Linked DNA regions of Danio rerio: region 2 is linked to region 1. The links are chromatin contacts, called in public Micro-C maps. All regions are on one chromosome and are shown on one strand. Each heading gives the region's core, a stretch centred on a gene start, on an enhancer-like site or on the middle of the called end of the contact. The rest is flanking DNA. Distances are from core to core; before and after follow the strand shown. Region 1 has its middle 12 kb from the start of ypel1. Region 2 holds the start of mapk1 (mitogen-activated protein kinase 1).

Evidence for each region. Hi-C and Micro-C count contacts between places; a contact is called where the count stands out from the background.
Region 2: a Micro-C map of caudal fin shows a contact between it and region 1, with 4 times the contacts expected there. The contact joins the promoter of mapk1 here to the enhancer-like site in region 1. A contact is called at or near these places in 2 of 18 Hi-C or Micro-C datasets (caudal fin and hematopoietic stem cells).

What each region holds. Positions count from the first base shown.
Region 1 is chr5:13,782,432-13,786,715 of GRCz12tu, reverse strand. No RefSeq gene overlaps it. Among named protein-coding and RNA genes, the nearest start is that of ypel1, 12 kb to the right of the region's middle. Within about 2 kb of position 2,470, at least 9 of the 62 cell types and tissues checked have an H3K27ac peak or open chromatin away from gene starts, as enhancers often do. A contact at or near this core is called in caudal fin, where this site is marked.
Region 2 is chr5:13,853,114-13,857,397 of GRCz12tu, reverse strand. mapk1 (mitogen-activated protein kinase 1) reads left to right here and starts at 2,345. Exons shown (of 9, transcript NM_182888.2): 1 at 2,345-2,726. The coding sequence starts at 2,581.

The sequences.
Region 1 (4,284 bases), core at 1,221-3,720:
GTGTTAGATTTGTTGCTTCATTAAGACAAGAAATCTCTAAATAACACTAATAGTTATCACTATATTTCCACAGAGGATTGATTTAAGAATGGCAAACAATTGTGTTCAGGATTTCATCTCTGTTATTCGCAAATGATGTCGATCTGTTGGCTTGCACTGGAGCGGTTTGCTGCCGAGTGTGACGCAGCTGAGATTAAAATCAGCACCTCTAAGTCCGAGGCCATGGTGTTTCACCGGAAATGGGTGGTTTGCCATCTCCAGGTTGGAGGAAAATCCTTACCCCAGGTGGAGGAGTTCAAGTATCTTGGAGTTTTGTTCAGGAGTGAGGGAAGGAAGGAACGTGAGATTGACAGGCGGATTGGTGCAGCAGTAATGCGGTTGATGTACTGGTCTGTTGTGGTAAAGGAGCCGAGCCAAAAGACAAAGCTCTTGATTTACCGGTCAATCTAGGTTCCTACTCTCACCTATGGTCATGAGCTCATGACTGAAAGGACAAGATATTGGATTCAGGTGGCCGAAATGAGTTTCCTTCGCAGGGTGGCAGGGCACACCATTATATATAGGGTGAGGAGCTCTGTCATCCTGGAGGAGCTCGGAGTAGAGCGGCTGCTCCTCCACATCGAGAGAAGGCAGCTGAGGTGGCTCGGGCATCGGTTTTGGATGCCTCCTGAACACCGACCTAGGGAGGTGTTCCAGGCATGTCCCACCAGGAGGAGGCTTTGGGGAAGACCCAGGACACACTTGAGGGACTATGCCTCTTGGCTGGCCTGGGAACGCCTCGGGATCCCCCCGGAGGAGCTAGAGGAAGTGTCTGGGGAGAGGGAAGTCTGGAGTTCTCTCCCAAGACTGCTACCCCTGCGACCTGACCCTGGAAAAAAGCAGATAAAAATGGAAAAATGACTGAATTGCGAATATTGTTCACATTTTTGGAACATATGTCAATAACATTTTAGAAGACTATGCAAATGAGGGATTATTTCATTAAATATAATACACTTATTTGCAGAAATTTTAGCTCAAGCATATGAAGACTAAAGTCAGGTTCAACACTCTGTTGATTTTATTGACATATTAGTTAAAGGTTTTTACACAGGGGTTTTTGGGAACCTTTTTAACATTTTACAATTCAGAAAATACGGACAGCATCCAGAAAACAATTAATTTTCACAATGATTTCAAAGGTTAAGATGCTGTATAAAATAATCAGCCAAATTATTAATAAATCCCTATGTAAAAATGTTTATATATGTTTATATACAAGGTTGTAAATGTATATTTGTAACTCACTGCAAGATCATTGTTTTTGGAATAAATAAAACTTTAAAAAAAAATAAAAATAAAAAAAGATCTTAATTGATATATGGATTGTTGACATGATGATTTTTTTTCACACAACAAAAATTTATATAATTATTATTGTCAATTTAAAATGCATCATTTTTGTTTCATGGACCTCTTGTTATAAAAACTTTTCTTTTTATTTAACTTTATAGGAACCACTATAAAATTACATTTTGTTGTCCTTCGATGTGGCATGCCTATTTATTGAAAATGTGCAATAAGTCTGACAAGTCATGGAGGAAAAAATATATATTATTCATAGTTTCATAAAAAAATACACCGTATGAATATGTGTCAGCAATTAAGATAAATTGCTCTCACTGGCCACTTTATTAGGTACACTATACTAATACCAGGTTGGACCCCCTTTTGGCTTGAGAACTGCCTTAATCTTTCGTGGCATCGATTCAGCAAGGTACTGGAAATATTCCTCAGAGATTTTGGTTCATATTGACATGAGAGCATCAAACAGTTGCTGCAGATTTGCTGGCTGCAAATCCATGATGAGAATCTCCCGTTTCACCACATACCAAAAGTGCTCTATTGGATTGAGGTCTGGTGACTGTGGAGGCCATTTAAGTACAGTGAGCTCATTGTCAATGTTCAAGAAACCAGTCTAAGATGATTTGCGCTTTATGACATGGCGTGTTATCCTGCTGGAGGTAGACATCGAAGATAGGTACAGTGTGTTCATAAAGGGATGGACATGGTCAGAATACTTAGGTAGGCTGTGTTGTTGACATGACGCTCAGTTGGTACTAATGGGCCCAAAGTGTGCCAAAAAAATATATCACCCACACCATTACACCACCACTAGCAGCCTGAACCGTTGATACAAGGCAGGATGGATCCATGCTTTCAAGGTGTTGACGTCAAATTCTGACCCTGCCATCCGACTATCATAGCTTTGTAATCAAAATATGTGATCATAATGGAAGTCAACGGCGCAAAACAGCCACAAACATAACGAAAGGGTCGTAAATTTGATCAATAAACAAGGGTTAAGGAGTGTTTTTGCCTGTAACATCGCGTCTGAACCAGAAGAAAGCTCCGCTGTAAACTCCTCTGCGTCCAGTGTGACTTACTGCTCTGCTATTGTGTTGTCTTGGTTGTCACGGCAACAGAAGTGCTCCTCTGCGCGCTCCTGATTGAGTGAATAAGAAAAGGTAAAGTGCGCTGATGATGTAATAATAATAAAACAAGCACGAGCCTGATTTGGTTCCTGCCGTCCATGACAACCGGTGGCTTGATGAGAATTATTCAAGACGTTCAAAAAAATTAACCAGACGAATAGCGCTGTGAATAAATGTTCTGCCGCGAGAACGTGGCATACATTATTATATAACACTTCACCATAAATACTGCACATTCTTCTTTCCATAACACTAATGAATGATGGCAGCGGGCTTCTAACCGTGTGGGCAGATACGGAGGTGGGGGATGTTAGAAATTTGTTCATTTATTTTTAAGGGCTAGTTTTCGAATAAACAAATTTCACTTCAGAAAAACGTGTTAAAAATAATAATCGTGATTAAAATAACAGTGGGTAATGATGTAACACTAAGCTGACACGACGAAAACAGCCTTGACTAATATTCTGTAGAAAATGTGTTGCCTTGTTTCCTCCGGGTGCTCCGGTTTCCCCCACAAGTCCAAAATCATATATATATATATATATAGCCTAGGTGAATTGGGTAAGCAAAATTGTCCGTATAGTGTGCGTGAATGAGAGTGTATGGATGTTTCCCAGTGATGGGTTGCAGCTGGAAAGGCAACTACTGCGTGAAACATGCTGAATTGGCGGTTCATTCCACTGTGGCGACCCCAGATTAATAAAGGGACTAAGCCAAAAACAAAATGAATGAAAGAATAAAATTTGTTGCCTTTTTCATTTTGGAAATACAAAAACAAATGTATAGATACAGTGCTCATATACGAGTACCAATCACAAATCTTTTAAATTAATATTTTCTATAGGATTATTTACAATATTGGATTAGTCAGATGCTGAAGCCAAAATCTGGAACTAACCTAACAAAATAATTTAATGGTCCAAAACTTAGTAGCCCTAATTTATGTTTTAGGGAAAAATTTTAAATAAAAAGGTTTAAAAGTACAAGAGAAACGAAAATATTAATCAAAACTAAATTTCAAATAAATATATTAAATATTCACATCAATTTAAATGTATTTTCTATTTCTAAAGATGTTCGGTGACTAAAATATTATTTTAATAAAAATATTTGTTTAATAAATCTGTTTTGTTCATTCATTCATTAATTTTCTTGTCGGCTTAGTCCCTTTATTAATCCGGGATCGCCACAGCGGAATGAACCGCCAACTTATCCAGCACGTTTTTATGCCACAGTTGCCCTTCCAGCCGCAAACCATCTCTGGTAAACACCCAAACACACTCATACACTACGGACAATTTAGCCTACCCAATTCACCTGTACAGCATGCCTTTGGACTGTGGGGGAAACCGGAGCACCCGGAGAAAACCCACGCGAACGCAGGCAGAACATGCAAACTCCACACAAAAACGCCAACTGAGCCGAGGTTCGAACCAGCAACCTTCTTGCTGTGAGGTGACAGCACTACCTACTGCGTCACCCTCTGTTTTGTTCAAATGCATCAAAATATATGATCTATATTCACAGAGAAATGGATACAAATATTCAATTTCCAAATAGGCTGTACTCTGTTATGTTGAGGAATGCAAATTGTGTTTCAATAAAAATGGAAATCTGTGGTAAAGTTTTTTTTTATTGTCTTAGAAATGTCCCTGGTTGAACAGAACTGTACAGTTGCTCTTATAATAGTAATAATAGATATTTATAACAATAAATTTAGCCTTTGCAATGACAAAAAGAGCTAAATAATACTTTATCATAAATACTGCAGATTCTTTTCATAACACTAATGAATGTTGACAGCGGGCTT
Region 2 (4,284 bases), core at 1,096-3,595, 71 kb before region 1:
ATATAATACATCATAAACCTTTATTATTTCCCTTTAATGAGCTTCCCTATACAGTTTAATATGGCGCTTGGACCTGGAAACCAGTTCGCATCACACTTAACAAGCAGATAATGTGTCATGTCCTTATTATAAAGGTTTCATGACAGTCTTATGAACTTCCTCTTCAATTAAAGTGTTACCACTTTGTAAAGAACATGCTCTTTAGTATATTCAGTGCTGATGATACAGACTCTTCGCCTACAGGACGTTTTGTAACTATTGCTTGTCTCTATTTCTATTAAGTGAACATAGTCATGGGAACACATGAGTATTAACAGCTCACAGCATGTGATAAAGTGCCTTATCTTGATGTACACATTCAGAATCAGCTTCGAAGTACAAGCAAGCAGCTTGACTGATAAACTTAAGAGCGCTGAGTCTTCAATCGCCTACTTTTCTCTTTTTACTGCTGTCGTCGTTGTGCACATTTATACGTTTTTTACTAACTAAAGCCAATTCCTCTTGGACCTAAGTGTTCTCGCATGTTGTAATGGCATCTTTTATGCCTGTTAAAGTATGTTAACTGAATGTAAGTTCCGTCTCGTGGCATTTCTTATGCAGTTTTTGTGGACTTTGAACCAAACCGTTGGGTTTTAATCTCATATAATGTGAATAAAGTGCTTTTCACGTCACGTCTGGTGTCTGGATTTTTTTTTTTCTTCCTTGACTGCGCTAGCGTTTGCCACAGTTTTAGTTTAGCTGTGTCTGTGTGTGTGGTTAGCAACAAGTAAACCACACTAATATGCACTTAAGATTGCCTATCACATAAGCTTACACTCTCAATTATGCACACACAAGAAATAAACTACAGAACAAACCCGAACTCTTATGAGGAAAAAAATATTTGGATTAATTTCTCACATCACTTGAGTAGATCTTTTGTGTTTTTTTCTTTATTATTATTAAATCATAGCCATGCTTTTGTGCTGTATTATGTGTAAGCAATCTCTATGCATAAATATGCTTGAAAACCGCATGCTCTCCAATGAGGTTTTCCATTTGCACCTTCATAAAGTCTTTCTGAAACCTCAAATATTCATGCATGTCAAACATTATAAACACTATTTAATTTTTATTATTATTATTATTATTTTTGCATTTAAATCTGTTTTTAGTGATGACATTAAACTAACATAGCACTGTCTGAAGAATTGGGTTGAGCATTAAATTTGAGCATCGATTAACCCTTTCTGGCCAATTGATATTAGGCATGGATGTACAGTGAGGGAAATAAGTATTAAACACGACACCATTGTTCTCGGAAAACATATTTCTAAAGGTGCTGTTGACTTATTCACTAGATGTTGGCAACAACAGAAGAAATCCATATTTGCAAAGAAAACAATATTAATTAGTTTATGAATTAAATTATGAATAATACTGTAAAATGAAATGAAGTAGCGAACACGTAAAGAAAGGGATGTGTAAAAAAGCAGTGAAAGCCCAGACAGCAGCTGATGAAGATGAAACCAGTGTGGACATTTCAGCAAGACAATGATCCAAAACACAGACAAGGAAACTCTCGAATGCTTTTAGAGAAAGAAAATCCAGCTGTAGAATGGCCCAGCCAATCTCCTGACTTAAATCCAATAAATACATAGTAATAATATAAATTAATCTTGGTTTTCGCAGTATAATTCATTGGATTTACAAATTTTGTTTAAGGTAAATGGTTGCAAACAATTGATATGGGCTAAATTTAAACGTTTGTTCAGCTCATATAAACGGTTTGCAACCACTTACCTTAAACCAAATTTAGTAAATCCAATAAATATGTATATTTCGATGTACTGGGTTGTGGTTGGAAGGACATCCCCTGCATAAAACATATGGCAGAGTAGTTGGCGGTTCATTTCGCTGTGGCGACCCCTAATAAAATTTTATTTAAATCGATACGCAGCTCTTTAAAGCTTTTTGTAGCCTATTGGGTTGCGATTGGGTTGCGGCTGGAATGGCATCTGCTGCATAAATCATATGCTAGAGTTGTTGGCGGTTCATTCCACTGTGTCGACACCTGATTAAAAAAAGATCTAAGCCAATGGGAAATTAATAATTATAATTTTACAAAATAGTGACAACATTTTCTTTGGTTGTTTGCCTACTTTCTCAGTGTGTTTTGATATGGGGTGATTATTATGTAACTCTAATTAACTGTATTGCTATTATGAATATATTAATCGATATGCAGCTCTTTTTTTAATGAAAAGCTAATTGTCTCTATGGTACCGCTCTCTCCACTCCTGCCCACGTGATCTGCTCCGCTACTTCCTGCGGTAAAACACTCGCTCTCTCTCCGGCTGCAGTCAGTCAGTCAGTCGGTGAGTCGGTGCTCGGAGCCACGCGCACGTTAATTTACTATCAGCAGAAAATATATGCCTGTCAACAGCATTTCAGCCGCTGCTCTCCAACACCGAGTCTTCGGTTCAGTTTAAAAGCGTCGCTTTTCGCCGTGTTTCACTCTACCTAAGAGCTTTTCCTGGTGCTTTTGGGTGAGAAAAGCGCGTTTGTTTTGCTTGTGAAGGCAGCTTCAGTTTCTCAGCAATGGCGACAGCTGCGGTTTCTGCCCCTGCTGGCGGCGGCCCGAACCCCGGATCCGGTGCCGAGATGGTCCGCGGGCAGGCTTTCGATGTCGGGCCGCGTTACAGCAACCTCTCCTACATCGGAGAAGGCGCTTACGGCATGGTTTGGTAAGATGTTTTCCTTCTAACACTGATAGTTTACCAAAAAATTTACAATTATTTCATCATTTGCTCATTCTGTACTTGTTACAAATATTTCTCCTGTTGAACACGAAAGAAGATATTTTGAAAAATGATGGAAACCTGTAACCATTGACTTCTATGTGTTTTCCCCCCATGGTTAAGTGTTTTCAGCTTTCAAATGATCATCTTTTGTGTTAAATTGAATAGAGAAACTATATTTGGAAGCACTTGAGTAAATAGTGAGTAAATGTTAATTTTTGAGTGAACTATCCCTTTATATATCTGGTTATCGTTATTTTTCTGAGTATTAGTATGTGTTTATGTAGTTTTTTGTTGTTGCTTGGATTTGTTCATTCAATCACAGCGCAGTGCAGCAGCTACACTTATCACGGACGTGCTGGTTTTGCTTCAAACCAGTTGCATGCACTTTTCTTTTTTTCATATGTTGGACTGTTTTAAATGTAGATTGACTGTAGGAAACCAGTTCTGTTTGGTCATTCATTAGTGTTTGATTCATCATTTTTTGAATTGCAAATTTAGTTTTAGATTATGTATGTTTTTTTTTTACGTCCCACGGTTGTTGCATGTGTTTTCTGATGCTGAATTCATTCTTGAGGCCATTTAGGTTTAATATTAAGAGTGCACTGCACAGATTTGCAGAAATGTGCACTACACTCTGCACACTCTGTTGTGCTAGCAATCCGTGAATACAAAAATATCAGGCATCAAAACGTAATGTTCCATGCATGATCCGTGAAGCTCCCAGTCTGTACACATGAAGATATCAGATATCAAAACTTAATCCTGCGTGTGGATTTTACGCAGTGCTTTTCCAGGAATGTCAGGGTGGCATAGGGCTCTTCAGGGCAGCGTGGGCGCGCAGGCTCCCCAAGGTTGTGCAGAACTGCTAGGAACAAGAGGCACTTGGATCCGCTTGGCTGTTGGAGCTACCCACGAAAAACTGTTAAAACCGATAGTCCTCCAGTTGAACCTAAAACCCGGACTTTAAGCAATGCGTATAGATGCAAAAGTGGATGAACATCATTTTCCACATAGAAATGCTGTTTAAGGTTCTTACAGTATGCAAATGTTCACTTGTCTCGTAGTCAAATGGCATGATGTTTTTCCATCCAAAAGTATTTATATATGCTTTGAAGCATAACGCATGCAAGTTAAATGTGAAATATTACTCCAATACTGCCAATCAGCAAAATAGACAACTTTGTTAAATGAAAATATATTTATTTTTTGTCATTAAAGTTAGGGCTTGGCGGTGTCCAATCTTTAATTTTACTGTATGAGAACATTTATTTCATGTTAACAGTATCTTTCACAATATAGTGTTTAAAGGTAGTTATTCTGGAAAACGTACATAAGGGCTTTAATAAGCTTGGATATTTAAGAACATAAAGGATTTTATTTTATTTGATTATTTTGCATTTGATATTTAACCTTATAAATTCAATAAAGAAAGTATGACTTTAAATCAGGGGTCAGGGTTTTTTTTTTTTTTTTTTTTTTTTAAAGCAAAGAGCCATTTCTG